2 separate regions of the Mus musculus genome follow, and region 2 is linked to region 1. A link is a contact called in public HiChIP or PLAC-seq data. All regions are on one chromosome and are shown on one strand. The core of a region is the stretch at or near the end of the contact, and the rest is flanking DNA. Distances in the headings are between cores, read along the strand shown.

Region 1 (7,191 bases), core at 2,154-4,653:
CAGCCAGCCTAGAGATACCTGACCACCCAAATCTTAAAATCAGCCTAGGTGTCCTTTGATGGATGAAGGGATGAAGAAATGTGGTATTTGTGCACAGTGGAGTTTTATTCTGCCCCACAAGTGAAGGGACTTATATCATTTGCAGTAAATGTGGCTGGGCCTGGATGTCATTACATAAGTATAGAAGTATGACGAGTTACCTGGGTTAGCACAGTGTGATCGCTACTCTTTGTCCTTGTCTTCATCTTCTCAACTTGCCTTGGCCCAGCCCCCCAGGGTCTCCACAGCACCTTTCCAGTGGGCTAAAGAGAGAGAGCTGGCCAGCCACTGTGAGCCAGCCTCCAGAGCCTGGCTAGACAGCAGGGTTCCTGCTTTGGTGGTTGGCCTGATCCTGAGGCTGTCTACCCTCACTGTCAGCCACACCCTCAGTGCAGACCCAGTTGAGACTAAGGAGGGTCTTAATGAATGACAGGGGTCATTCAGTCTTATCAGGAAAGGTCAAGGGTCTTAGAAGCTCTAGGCCAGGAGCCAAGGATGACAACCAGATAAGTATCCTGCTACACATAGAAAGACTAGCAGTGTGAGTGATGGGGTTGGGGTGGGGGAGGGACATGAGAGGGGGATGTGCCTGGGAGGGGAGCTGGGATGTTAGGGGGGTGCTGAGCTCAGGTCAGTGCATGTCAAGTGGAAATGCTAGAAGTGGAATGCTGGAAGGCTGTGTTCAGAGGCTGTGCCATTCAAGTCCTTGGAGCCAGAGTTGCATGCCAGGGTGTATGTAACACCTTACCTACAAACAGCCGTTCCTTCCACAGCCATAGAATGAACACGGGTTCTGGTGCCTCCGTGGCTCCTGTGGATACCTCCTATAGGCTCAGATGTTCCAATATGTGATTCTCCAGTTGATGGGACAACTTGGGTACGTTTAGGAAGTGTGGTCCCACTGGAGGAAGAATGTCCCTGGGAAGTGACAAAGCACGAGTTCCAGTTTCTTGTCCCCACTTCCTGCTTATAGTTTGAGATGTAAGCCCCCAGCTTTTGTTTCTTCTGCCTCCCTTCTACCACCGCGGACTCTTTATTCCTCTGGAACAATAAGCCCAAAGAAATTCGTAGTTCTCTAAGTTGCCTTCGCCATGGTGTTTTCTCACAGAATGAGAAAAGCAGCTACTACCACTCCCCTAGGGTAGGCTTGCTGCCAAGGCCAGGCTGGGGGCAAGCAGGGCAAGCAATGGATAGCAATTCAGCCCATCTATTAAATAAGTCCACGTGTCAAGATGTGGGCAAGGCGCTTGAGGGGTCCGGAGTGTCTGTGTCTAGTGTGATAGATTCCCATCTTGCACAGAAGTGAGGTTAGGAGGTTTAGAGAAATGTGTCTGACTCTGTTCAGGGTAGATTTGGGGTTCAACTCCCAGTACCCCCTCATGAGTAAGCACTGCTTGGTTGACCAACAGAGAGGGTGATAGGAGTTTTATTGTGGAAATTAGGGGGGGGTATCCCAGAAAAGACATTTGAAGTGAATCTTGAAGAAAAGAATTTGTGAAATGTGGAATGAGGGAAAGAATATTCTAGAGAACACTGGTCAGGTGAAGGGAGAGAAGCCTGTAGGAGCTCAGGAAAAGCTACATGTTTGCTTACAAGAACACCTGCTCCCAGCTGCTCAGGAAGCCAAGGCAGGGGGATCAAAGTTCAGAGTCTCCAAAGCAGGTGGCTGGGGATGTAACCCAGTGGTAGAGTGTTTACTTAGCACAGGCCGGGCCTTGGGTTTGATCCTTGGTTGCTTACTTTGCCTCTCCTGCACTGTCTGTCAGAGAACTCCCATACCATGGCCTGTGCCATGATCCAGGAAGTGGGTGACATGTTGATCATTACTGAAGCCTAAATCAATCGACAGTGGGCAAAACTACAAACCACACTGGGTCGTCACCATCCGACCAGGCACATCTCCTTCGGTGGGCATCTGCTAGAGTCTGTACTAGCCAAGGAAAGCCAGAAAGTCTACCCTGTTGATGAAAGGACCACATGGCCAGAAAGATAACCCTGAGTTTTTGCCAAAAGCCAATGACATTTACAGAAATCACAGGAGGGAGTCTCTTGGCCAGCACATGCCCCTCCTGGTCCTCCAAACACCAGTCTTCACCTAGGCTGCTGTCCTCCCCAGCAAAAGACATGAGTGGAGCTTTGAGCATGGCTCCTGTAACAGAGGCTTGCCTAGTATGCTCCAGCCCCTGGATCCTCTGCACCTCTAACTACAAAATGGGGGGGGGGGTTGAAAGAAAAAATGGGGAGTGGGAGACATTGTCTTGACTTGAGTCTAACCCAGAAGTGGGAGGAACCAGTTTAGTCAGCCAGTTAGATCGTTGTCATCTTTGTCGACTGTGACCAATACTGTATATGGCTCTAACAACACTGGTGTTCTGGTGTGTGTGTGTGTGTGTGTGTGTGAGAGAGAGAGAGAGAGAGAGAGAGAGATTTCTCCTGAGGGGTAAAGGAAATATGTAGACTGTTGGCATCCATTGAAGAGACATTTCTGACTGGTGTGCCTGAGTTTTCTTTTCTTTCCTTCCTTCCTCCTTTTCTTGTGACCCACGGAAAGAGTTAGTTATGAGTCTCTATCAATTCACGGTTACTCTGACACAGAGGCCCCCCTTTCCCTGGCCTCTTTGAAACACACTAGTGTGCTAGCGCCCAGCAGGGCACAAAGCCCCGACATTAATTGATGAGGACAGGAAACTCCGCCGCAGTAATCTCTGAGACGTTGACCCCGGCCCCGGGACTGGGAATTCTGAAATGTCATCTCCGCAGCTGTAGTTATGATTGCTTTATGTCACACTGACCTGTCGTGTTTACGATTTTTAACAACTGTCTGGAAAAAAAAAAGTCTAGGGACATCTGTTGAGAGTTTAATTGTGAGTGTAAAAAAAATCATTAAAGGACCAATCAAGAGATCAGTTTTCATACTATTTAAATACCACAGCGGCCATTAGGCGCTGGGACTCCGGCGACAGGACTGATTTAGTTCCCCAGTCTCAGTGCTAGGCGCTGCGGGAGAGGACCGGGTGATTTAAATAAAACCGGAGAGCGAGGCGAGAAGGGGAAGCGGAGGAGGGAGGAGGTGCAAGAAGCAGGAGGGTGGCATCTCAGTTTGCTGCGGGAATTGTCGCTCCGGGAGTGGGACTGTGAAAGCATTCCCTGCTCCCCGTGCTCTCGGCTGCGCACCGAGGAGATCGCTCGGGCGCCCAGATCTCAGAGCCGCGACTTTGCGCTCCGCTCAGCCGCCACTTTTGTTTCCTGAGCCTGGTCGCTGGGCCGAACGCAATGCGCACGCGCGGGCCGGGCGGGGCGGGGCGGGGCGGGCAGCGGGTTCCCGGCACCGCCTCCTGCCGCCCCGGCCCGCTCCATCCGGGCACTGCCGAATTAGCATCGTGCCGAGGCACAACTTTGCCGCGGCCCCAGCGAGATCCAGGCGCGCGCGCCGGAGGAAATATAGTCCCTGCCGGCGGTCAGCTGGCGCGGGCGGCGACAGGGCGCGCGCTGGGGGGCTGCGCGGGGCTCCCGGCGCCTGGGGGCCATGCGCCGGGCGGCGCAGGCAGCCCGGGCACCCGGCGCAACTTAGCGGCAGCCGGAAGAGTTGGGCGCCAGCTCGCCTTTCTTCCCTCTCGTCAGCCTCCTTTCCTATCGGCGCTGCAGGAGGGAACTCGTGTCTCTCTGTGCCCGGGACACCGGATCCGAGCTCTCCCGGTCTGGTTCCCGCCGAGCCGCACAACTTCCTGCGAGCTCCGGCCAAAGTGAGCGCAAAGTGCTGCCCAAGTTGCGGCGATGGAGCTGCAAAGCCGGTCCGAGGCGCTCGCGGTGGAACTCGCGCGCCACCAGGTAGGTAGTCCCGGATACTGGACCGGGGAGCCTTAGTGGCCCGGGGAGTGGAGGCGAGAGGGATCGAAGCTCCGTATCTAACTCTTGGTCTCAGGGGTGCTGGAAGCAGGCCCCTTCCTGGAACATGTCCCGGGGCTGGGATGGAACCCTTAGTTCTCCCTCTCCCCCTCGCTTCCGTGCGATCCAGCACTGTTTGCAGATCCAGGGTTCGTGGGACCCCAGCGTGGCGTCTTCTCTGCCACTGCCCCGTTTGCACAACTCGGGCGACCGGAAAGGGGACCCTCCTAGAGCTGCCCAGGGAACAGGGTGCATGGACCGGCCAGCTCCTAGCCTCCTGCTCCGGGCCCAGCCCGGCACCGACCCTCACTGTTAGCAAAAGTAGTTTGGCGATTGTGACTCCGGCGAGAGGCGGCCGGTGCCCGAGTGATATTGCGGCGTGCGCGTGTGTGTGTTGGGGAGATTAGGACGCGACTTGAATATTTATGAGCTTTGCTCGACACGGACTCGCCGTGTTTACTTGGCTCTTTGTTCGTCCCCCCTCCCCCGGCACACACTCTTACACTCACTCGCACCCGCACCCCGGCCTGCAAACTTGCACGGCTCGGGGCGCGCCGCCGGGTGGCCTCGGCCCCCGCCCCGCCCCGGGAGCTGCCCCAATGAGGCGGCAGCCACAGGTAAGCTGCTTCGCGCGACATTGCACGGTGGCCCGTGTGAGGAAAGCGGTCCCGGAAAGTTGGGGCGCGTTGGGGTCGGCTTGGTCCGCCAGGCAGTGGGTGGTGGGGATGCGGGGCTCGGGGCTCGCCTGCTCGCCCCCCCCCCCGGGGCGGCCAGGCTGAGCCCGCTCCTCTGTGTCTTCATAGAACGGCGACCTCAAGAAGCAGCTCCACGAAAGGCAGCCACGGATCGCAGCGCTCAGCGACAAACAAGTAAGGAGGGGCCTATCCCCCACAGGGGACCGGGGTCCAGGGAGGATCGCCGGGCACTTTGGCAGCACCCTAAAAAGTGCCTGTACGGTCGTCGCACGCTCCGACTCCCGTGGGGTTATGGCTGCAGTCCTCAAAGTTGCCGTCCTCCCTTTCTTGATAGAAAGAGCTGATTTGTGGTGGCTGAGGGGAGCGCGAGGCTCCGGCGGCCGGCCAAAGATCTGCGCCGTACCTTCCGAGGCGCCGGCTGCCCGGCGTCCATCTTGAGCGGTGGACATGTTTTGGGAACGTGGACATTCCCCGGCCTCGGCATCCCCTGATCCCTGCTGCGGTGGGAGGGGGACACAAGGGGGCGGCAATTCAGGCCCGCACCCCAAACTCCTTGGAAGCCATTTCCGCGTGGCACTGCCGACCCGGTTTGGTGATCCTTCTCCTAGCCGGCCCCTTCCCGGCCATCCCGCCGGCCTCACTTTTTATTCTCGGAACCTGACGCCAGCTCCCGGGGAACAAAAGAAAGGCGCCCCCGGGACCCCCCAGTTCTGCCCTAACTTGAGTGTCTATGCCTGAAAGGGGCTGTGGGGACCCGCGAGGAGCTCCAACCATGGGGGTGCGCGCCCGCCGCCCCCACGGCGAAGAAAAGTTGTCCATTGTGAGTTAGTTGCGCTGAGCTCAGCGCTCCGGGTTTCAGCACCACGAACAGATGCCGCCGCCGGAGCCCTGCCGACTGCGCGCCCCCGAGCCCCTCCCCCTCCGCGCGCGCCCCCGCCCCTGCGCGCCGCCGGCCGAGAACTTTGAGCTGTACAGCCAATGGTGCACCCGGGTCTCCGAGGCGGCGGGCGGGGGCGCGCCCCTCCCTCCCCCAGCTCGCCGCCCGGGCCCAGGAATAGCTCTCGCTTCCTTCGGAATGTCGCCGCCCGCCCGGGACTAGGGCAGCCCGAGGACCCCCGGCCCGGCCGACTTCCCTCTCCCAGCCCACGGGGACCCCCCTCTCCCCAGCGGCGCGGAGCTCGCAGTTGCCTGGGAGGATGCTTCGGCTCGCAGGCCGGTGCTCCAGGCCGAGTCTTTAAAGTTGCAAAGTGATGGGAGGGGGCGCGCAAGAGCAGAGGGGACGCCGGGCTGGACCGTAGGCTGGGGAGTCAGGCATTTGCCCCTTTCTGTCGGAGCCCGTCCCCCCCAACCCCCCACCCCCGGGCTGCGCGCCCCCGTCCGCGAGTGGAAGCTTCCATTCTCGCCGGAGGGGGGCCTGCGCGCGGCCCCGGCGAAGTCGGGGAGTTCGCGGGGGGAGGGGACCCAGGCCCGGCATTACCATTTTGATTGCTTCGATGCCATTTTTGGAGGGGGAGGGGTTGGAAGACCCTTTTCCGCAGAGCACAAAGATGTTTAATCACTGTGTAGAATCAAACCAGATACTCAAAACAAAACAAAACTAACAAATCTGGAACAGTGTGATAGCCTGGGTAAAACGCGAAGTTGTGAAGTCTTAGGCTTGGAGCAGAAGATTTAAAATGGAAAAACCAATGCTAGGTGCCTCTCTTCGCAACAATGTCTCTTTATGTGTGCGCTTCGTGCCAGTTAGTTTCACTATCTGGAGTAGGTCTTTCCGAGCTTGTGTGCGATCGTTTCTTCTGGATTGTGGCAACTATTTCAGGGCTTTAAATTTTTTATGATAGTAAATGAGTAGCTATTTATTATCCCGTATGCCGGAATTTAGATAAGGCTACAAAGGAAATCTTTGAAAATCCTGTCTGAAGGTAGAGGCAGCCTGGGGTAGAGGTGGGGGGGGGGGAGGAGCCCTCCCACCCCCAGGATGCCTTTGCCTTTAAATTTGAACTCGGGAGTATTGCCTGCAAAGGAACAGTGCCTCCATCTTTTTGTGTGAGTGCTTTAAAAGAAAGAAAGGAAGCCAGAAAACTTTTGTTCTCTGGCCTTTTAAAAATGTTTCCCGTTTAGATGCCTAAAAATAACGTTTGGTAGGCAGCCAGGGTTTGGCCTGGCCATCGGAACTTGTGTTTGTGAAGGCAAGTCTGCTTTTCTGTTTCTCTTTGTGGCCTTTTATATAACAAGGGCTCATAAAAGAGGGAGAGGAGGGGGCCCGAGGCAGGGTTCAGCATGCTAATAGAGTTGCCTGTCTCTCTTACGCCGTCTGCAAGGGCTCTCAGGGTTCACCTATGTAATGAGCTGGTGATTTTAACTGTCTGTGCTTTCTGGAGGACTTTGGTGGTGATTGGCAGTTTGGCTGGGACCGGATGGATTTACAAGGTCAGAGACTACTCAGTTTTGCATGGGCAACCCAAAACTTGCCCTGGAGAAGTTAGTTGCAGTGCAGGAGTGAGGGCGAAAAATTTCATAAGTCAGGTGTAGTGCAGTGTATATTTTAATTCAAGGAAGAATTTAAAGGTAC
Region 2 (7,393 bases), core at 2,906-5,405, 180 kb after region 1:
CTTGCTTCTTAGTACTTAGGGACAAAGGTTGTTCCTTGAGATCAAGTAGGGAAGAAGAGGGGCCTGGGGTGCATATCTCACAACTGCTAAAACCACAAGTCTAACAAAAGCCAAATCTGCTCTGACATGTGTCACTCAGCCACACTGGGCTAAAGCACAGTACAGCATAGCTGTCTCTTAGGGTGGCTCTGGGGGCTCTGTGCTACCTTGTCTAGTTTCCTGAAGCACCTGAGACCCTCGGCTCCAGGTCCTTCCTTGTCTTTAAGAACAGCAAGACAGGACACTAGGTGCCAGCTCCTTCTTTGACTTGTCCCACCCTTCACAGATTCCGTGACAACACAAAGCCACCTAGTCAGGCCAGACCATCACCTCAGCTCAGCAACTGTAATATAACCGCATCTTCAAAGTCTCCTAGCCACATGAAAGCCCGCAACCACAGGCTGAGAACTAGGGCAGGGACACTTTGGGGGTCACTGTTCTGCTAACCCCAAGGGGCTGAATGTACACAGTGCCCACCTCCTGGGGGCCTTTCAGGAATGGGCCTCAGGACACCTGGGCTACACCCAACCCATGGACCACCCACTATCTGTGGTCTCTTCAGTGCTGTAACACCAGTATGTGGTGGGGACGCCAATTATAGAAGAAAACACTAAGGCTTAGAAAGGTCAAGGGTCACGTCTTCTATTCAGCAGGACCAGAACTGAAATGAGGCACTGGCCGACAGTCCTCCTGTCCCCACCCTTCAGGATACACAGGTTAGACCCTGCTCCTTTTGATTCTCCCTAGCTCTGTGGGTTTTCCAAAGTCCAACCAAACAAACTAACAAAAACAAAATCCAAACCAAGCCAAAAACAAACAAACAAACAAACAAAAAAACCTGTCAGCTACCTGGAGTGAGGGAGGGTGGAGGGGTCCAGTCTCAGACTGGGCCCTCAGGCAGCTCACAAAGGCAAGATGATTGAGGGCTGGGAACCTGAGGGTCCTAGCCTGGAAGCTTTGGCTCTGGCCTGGGTGGGATTTAGGGTGTCCTGCATCTCTCTGAACCCCAATATTCTCATGTGTGTAACACATATGCCAACCCCCACCTAAGGTTCCTGAGAGCCCTGCTGCTCCTTGTTCCTACTTGAGTGAGGGCCATCACCCCTGGACATATATCTCTAATCACAGGCCAGGAACCCAGCGGCATCCCTGGACACTGGGCTCCCTGGGAGTCCTGGTTCAGATTCCAGACAGTGCTGTCAGAGGACATCCTGGTCACCTCTTTCCTCTCACATCCTCATTCTCTTTATGGACATGGATAAGGATAGCCCACTGGGAGGAGGAAGAGGAGGGCAGGGGCACACACCTTGCTTTGCAGGGGTCCTGCACTTTGGGGTAGACTTTCCCCTGCTCCTGCCTGCCCAGGGCTTCCACCTACTGGGGGACAGACAAGGCACTGGCTGAGTGAAGGCTCAGAAGGCTAGGATTCACCCATGAATTCCCCTAGCACCTTAGGTCTAGTGTAGACAGCGGCTAGCTTCTGGGAGTTTTTCTGGAGCCTCTATGGGTGAGAAGCTGGAGGACAGCAGGGCATCTCCCCGGCAGGAGGGAGCTGTTATGCCCTTGAGCTCCAGGAAAGCAGCAGCGGGTTCTCTGAAAACTACTCCACAACAGCAGCGTGGGACAGGCCAGCAGCGCCATGCCTCTTTCAGAGAGCTCCCCATGTTCCCACACACCTAGCTAGCAGGCACGGAAGGCAGGGGCTGGCCAAGTGGCCAGTGGTCTGGTGTTTCCCCATTCTACTTCCCCCAAGTGCTAAGCCATCAGCAATTACCGGCCCCCGCCCCACCCCCCCCAGCCCCTGGTTTATTTTCCAATTTGGTCTAGGGTCTCTGGCTCTGAACAGGCTGTTCGATCCTAAACTAACACTTCAGCTTGGTCAAGCCAACATGAAGAAAATGAATGAATGAATGAGTGAGTGAATGAATGAGTGAATGAATGAATGAATGTGTGGACTATCTTAGGACATAGCAATAGCTGTGCACCAAATTCAAGGGTTGTACCCAGTGTCACTGCAGTGGGTTAGACAGTCCCTGGTGTAAGGTTAAGGCTTACAATCTGACTGGGAAATAAGACTCTTTAATGCTGCGATGGTCGTGAGATGAAGGAGGACCATAGTTTGCAGGGATAGCCAGAGCACAGGCGGCTGACACAGCTGTCCTGACCCTGCTCAGGGTTCATGTCCTGGAGCCCTTGCAGGCACTGGAAAGGCAGCAGAAAGAGAGGCAGGCGCTGGGGCTGGGAGGCGACTCTGGGCCACCATCACCAGTCCCTTTACTTATGTGTGTCTGTACGTGGGAGAGTATCGGGACTCAAGCCACGAAATGCTGTACAGTATGGGTTCTGGCCACTTTGGGTGACCCTGAATCTCCCAGCTGGGATGGGGGCATAAAACCTCCCTTGCTGGCTAGGATGGTGAGGACCCTGAACAGGCTGGCCCAGGATTGGAGCACAGAACACAGCCAGAGCCTGACTCCCCAGGCAGGGGACGCCTCCGACCCTTGCAAGCCTCCCCCTCCCAGAGCTCTGGCAAAGAGTAAACCTTCTCACAGCCATGACTGGTGGCACGTGGCGCCATCAAAGCCCTCTGAGCCAGAGGCCCCCAGATGGGGTGAAAGGGTCCCCACAAAATTGCTTCTAGTAACTTCCGAGACACTACTCTCTGAATGTTCCTAGACTTGAGTTCTGAGTTACAGGGTAGACCTACTGTGTGCCAGAACTCATGCTCACAGCCTGATTACACATCTTCACATTTACTCCAACAACAGTCACTCACCCATATTATTAATAAAGAAACTGAGGACCAGAAGTGGAAAACCAACTGCCTAGGGCCACACAACAGAGGAGTGGAGTTGAAATCTGAGCCAAAAGTCAGCATGGCTCCACTAAACCCTGGCCAGAGACAAGGAAGGGGACGAAGAGAGTGGTTGAGCAGTTCTGGGGAAAAGGAGTCTTCCTTCTCTCACAGTTCTGCTCCCAGCCCAATGAGGAGACCGGTGTAGGCCCAGCAGAGAGGGAAACTAAGGTAGGTAGTCTCAGCTCTCAGGCAGGCTGCAGCTTAGTGGAGGAACTTAGGGTCCCTGCTGGCAGCCGGGTGCCCCCCCCCCCCGATTGCTCTCAGACTAGATGAACAGAAGACATGTGTCCAAGTGACAGCCGTGTCCCTAGTGGCAGACCACAGAGGGTGAAGAACCTGGCAGGATTTCTCTGCCAGGTGGAGGGGTGGAGTGGAGAGCCAGCATCCACAAACCTCCCTCAATCCGTGTTTTACTTTGGATGGAAATACTTTTTTTTTTTTTTAATTTTTCCTTAAGGGCCAAGAGGAGACCCACCGGGGAACTATGGCTAAAAGAACTATCTGTGACTGGTTGAGAACACAGCTGGGGGAGGGGCTTCCCACGCCCGGCTGGTCCTGGATGGGCCTCCGGAAGGGTCCGGTAAGGAATGTCTGGCAGCTGGCGCACCCCCGCGGACAGCTGGGAGGCCCGGGGTCCAACTCAGGGAAAGCCACCGCCCACCCCGCGCCGAGGGCCCGACACGCATACAGGAAGTGCAGCGGCGCCCCGCCGGGGGCCCGCGAGGTTCAAGTGCGCCCCTGCGAAGTGGGGGCTCAGAGGCCTCCTGCTCCCCGGCCGCCCACCCACCCACCCACCCCCGGGGAGCGATCGTGGGCTCTAGCCGCTGACACGTTGCACTCACTTCCCTCCCCGCGCACGGCCCGGCGGCGGGGCGAGCTGCGCGCAAAGTGGCGCGGTGCGGTCTCCGGCCACGCCGCTCCGGGCTGCGCGCCTTACCTGTTCCAGGTGGCGTTGGCGCAGGCCCGGCGCTGCTGCGTGCCCCGCTCGTCCGTACCCGCCGCGCCCGGCTCCCTCTTGCCCAGGTCACTGAGGCTGGGCGAACTCATGAACTTCAACCTGCGGAGAGTCCTCATGCTCACCCCGGCCCACACGCGCCCCCGCGTCCCCTACGACGATAGTCGGCGGCTAGCAGCAAGCCCGGCGACCCCGTGGGGTCCCGCCCGGGTCCTGCGCCCCCGCCCGGGGCAGCACTCCCAGCGCGGGGCCCTGTGAACCATGGCTCGCGGCGGCTCAGCGTGGAGCGCTCGGAGCGCAAAAGCAGGCCGGGGGCGGGGCCTCCAGCCTGGGCGGGGCCATAGTGGGCGTGGTCTCCTGTTGGGAGGGCGGGGCCGGCGTCTTGGAGCCCTCTGCGGCCAAAGGGCCAGCTCAAGGGGCTGGCTCCTTTGCTCTCAGCCACCTCCCTTCTTCCCTTCGGAAGCCACCACACAGGAGCCACAGAGCAGTTCAATCCCAACTGTCCACCCGGCACCCAACCAACCCTGTGGTCACACACACACCATGCACAGGGACTCATAGGCTCCCATTAACGTCTCTTGAACTCACTCCCTCTCCAGACACCCATCCCAGGAGGAAAGGCTGTGCCCACAGAGATCTATCCAGACCCCTTCACGTGGACACAGGCTCCGCCCACTGCGGATCAAAGCTTTCTGCCGGGTGCCTCAGCCATCAGCCCCACCCCACCTGAGTTTAGCATGACCAGGCTGTCCTAGAGCCTTTTCTCGGGGGAGGGGCCAGGGACTAGGGTCCTCTCAGGCCGGTACCTTGGATGATTGACTGGCCAGAGGGGTTGTTGCACCGAGAGTTGAAGGAATGGAGGACAGTGGCACCCCCTGAATCCCAGATCCCCTTGTATGGTAGAAGTCAGAGTGTCTCCTCAATCCTGGTGACTTAGGCACAAGGCAAAATGATCCTAGGACAGGACAGCCCTGGGGCATTGAGGCAAATTTGAATTCTACCTGCTGGGAATGTTGTGGGGGCACCCAGGGCAAAATAATCTCTCCCGGGTTCTGCCACCAGAACATGGCAGGCTGGACCAAGGCTCACGAACACACAGTGCCCCTGACACCCCAGCTCCTGACACACAGCCTCCTTCAAGCAAGATCTGGGAGTCCCACTCGTTTTGCCTGCCACTTCCAAGCACAGCCCCAGGTGACTTGCAGGAGAGTAGAGTCATGGTTCAACTCCCACCATCAGCATTTCCTAACCAGCCACTGTGTACTGGACACCCCCACATGCCTGTCTTAGGAGGCAAGGATCAAACAGACAACTCCTTGTTCGCAAGAACTCTCACAGAGCCGAAGGCCACTCAACCTATTGTGAAATGGCAGCCAGGGCAGGGAAGGGCTGGGCTGCTCCTACCTCCTTCATTCAGTCAATGGCCCCAGTGAGGACCTGACTTGGGGGTCAACAGCAGATGAATTTTCCAGTCTCCAAACAACAGGCACCAGCTTTCTGAACCAAGTCAAGGAACCCAGGTCTGGGAGGATGCGGCATTCAGGTGGGGGTGTAGAAACTGCTCACTCAGGTGTACAGTGGTGGTCAGCATGGCTGGGGGGAGGGGAGGGGAGGGGAGCGGAGGGGAGGGGAGGGCTGTCATTGCTCCATAGCACTAGCCTTGTGGCTAGTCCTATGTCCCGGGTGGGTGCTCTCCATCCCTGGAGCAGCTGTAAGCTTTGGGTGAGTCACTTCTCAAAGGCTTCAGTTTCCTGTGTTTTGGAAAGTGAAGGCCACACATCCATGGTCTCTCTCTATCCTTCCAGACCCTGGGGTTTTACATCCTGTATCAAGTATGTCCAGTCTCTGCCTACAAACTCTATGTGCGTCAGGATAGGTATGAATGCCGGCCAACGTAAAATCACAACCCTAACCCTCAGGCTGAACTGCTCTCTCAGAGGATACAAGTTTGGTTCTCAGCACTAGCATGTGGCAATTCACAAACTACCTGTAACTCCAGCTCTGTGAATCCAGCACCCTCTTCTGGCCTTTTTGGGGCACTGCATGCAAGTACACAAACCCACACTCAGGCACACATTCTCATACACATAATCAAAATTTTAAAATAAAAAAGATCGGATACATGTACTAGGCCTTCCTCTTGAGTCTACCCACCCTGCCCCATCCTTGGTTCTTAGCACCCTAGCCTGAACTACAGATCCTTTCTGACCACTCTTTCTGACTGTTGCTTCTTGCCCTCACAAACAATAACTAGAGCTGGCCATGGCACACATTGCCCTCCTGAGTTCCCACTGTGCTGAAGAGCAAGCCCGAGGCCCCCAATCCTTGAGATGCCTTCAAAACCTGCGAGCCTCCCTGCTCTCCAGAACCCCTTTCAGTGGAGATCAAAGTTGAAGATCATCTCTCCTTTCTCTGATTGCCCCTGCCCTTGTTTAGACTTAATCTGGCTTTCCTGACATTGTCTATCAGAGCCAGGAGCAGGAACTTGTTCATATCTACCTTCCCTATGCTTGGCACACAGTCGCTACTCAATAGGAATGGCTAGATATATCTATCTCATGTTTTAGGTCAGATCGGTGAAAACCAAGATGCATAAACACGAGGCCACCATTTCTCTGCCACGGGTGTCGCTGCAGCAAAACCCTGGTCCCCTCAGAGAAGCCTGACCTTTTATTCAGCAGTTGGGCAGGACAAGGGGCAGAACTGACCCCTGGCTGCCCGTCTGGCAGGAGTGGCCAGATGGGAACAGAGAGGCAGTCTGAGTAACCAGAGGGAGGGAGAAGGCTGGTAGGGGAGGGGAGGCCACAGTGGGCAGGAGAGGAAGGAAGAAGTGAGCTGCAGGGGGCTCCTAGGGAAGGGGCTAGAAGCAGGACAAGCAATATCCAGAATGGGTGAGACTTAAAAGACATCTCTAGTGCCAAGTGTAGGGGTGCTGGCCTGAAATCTTGGTTGTTGGAAGGTTGAGACAGGAGGATTGCCCTGAGTTTGCAGCCAGCCCCATAGCGAATTATAGACTCTTAGGAGACAGTGTCTCAAAGAAAGGAAAGTAAAAAAAAAAAAAAAAAAAAAAGACAACATCTCCAGAGAGCAAAGAAACGAGCTGTCCCCGCCCCAGCACAGACGAACACTGGCTACACCCACAGCCCAAGGCAGAAGTGCGACAGAGACGCGGGGGTGCTGTGCCGCCGGGTGTTGGGGCTGGTGGTAGGCAGCTCGGGTGCTGCTAGGTGTGAGTGTTGGTGGTAGGCAGCAAAGGGCAGAGCTCCCTGGGCCCAGAAATCCAAGGTAGAGTCTAGGAGGAAACCAGGCTGTTAACTCCTCAGCAAAGACAAAGGAGGAGTTGGGCGGGGGCAAGACTAACTCCTATAAAAGTGTTCCTGTGGCCCGAAGTATCAGAAAATCCCAACAAACCAAAACACAACAGCCATTGTTTGGCAGAATTCCTGGACATCTTTTGGTACAGTTATGACCCCTGTAAGCAGGTACAGGGCCTTACATGCCTTGCTGGGTCCTCTGGGCACTGATAGGGACCTCTGGGCTTG

What was found. HiChIP or PLAC-seq counts read pairs in DNA pulled down with a chosen protein or histone mark.
Region 2: a contact with region 1 is called in an H3K4me3 HiChIP or PLAC-seq map of embryonic stem cells, with 22 read pairs. The contact joins the promoter of Prr5 here to the promoter of Phf21b in region 1. A contact is called at or near these places in 1 of 15 datasets of contacts at CTCF or cohesin (CD8 T cells), 5 of 484 Hi-C or Micro-C datasets (embryonic stem cells, nephron progenitors and uterus), 6 of 115 datasets of contacts at active chromatin or transcription factors (embryonic hindbrain, embryonic limb bud, embryonic stem cells and 3 more) and 2 of 9 other capture datasets (adipose tissue and pancreatic islet).

Annotation. Positions count from the first base shown.
Region 1 is chr15:84,852,341-84,859,531 of GRCm38.p6, reverse strand. Phf21b (PHD finger protein 21B) reads left to right here and starts at 3,403. Exons shown (of 13, transcript NM_001081166.2): 1 at 3,403-3,867; 2 at 4,728-4,793. The coding sequence starts at 3,814.
Region 2 is chr15:84,677,760-84,685,152 of GRCm38.p6, reverse strand. It overlaps Prr5 (proline rich 5 (renal)), which reads right to left and starts at 4,155. Exons shown (of 8, transcript NM_146061.4): 1 at 3,834-4,155. The coding sequence starts at 3,970.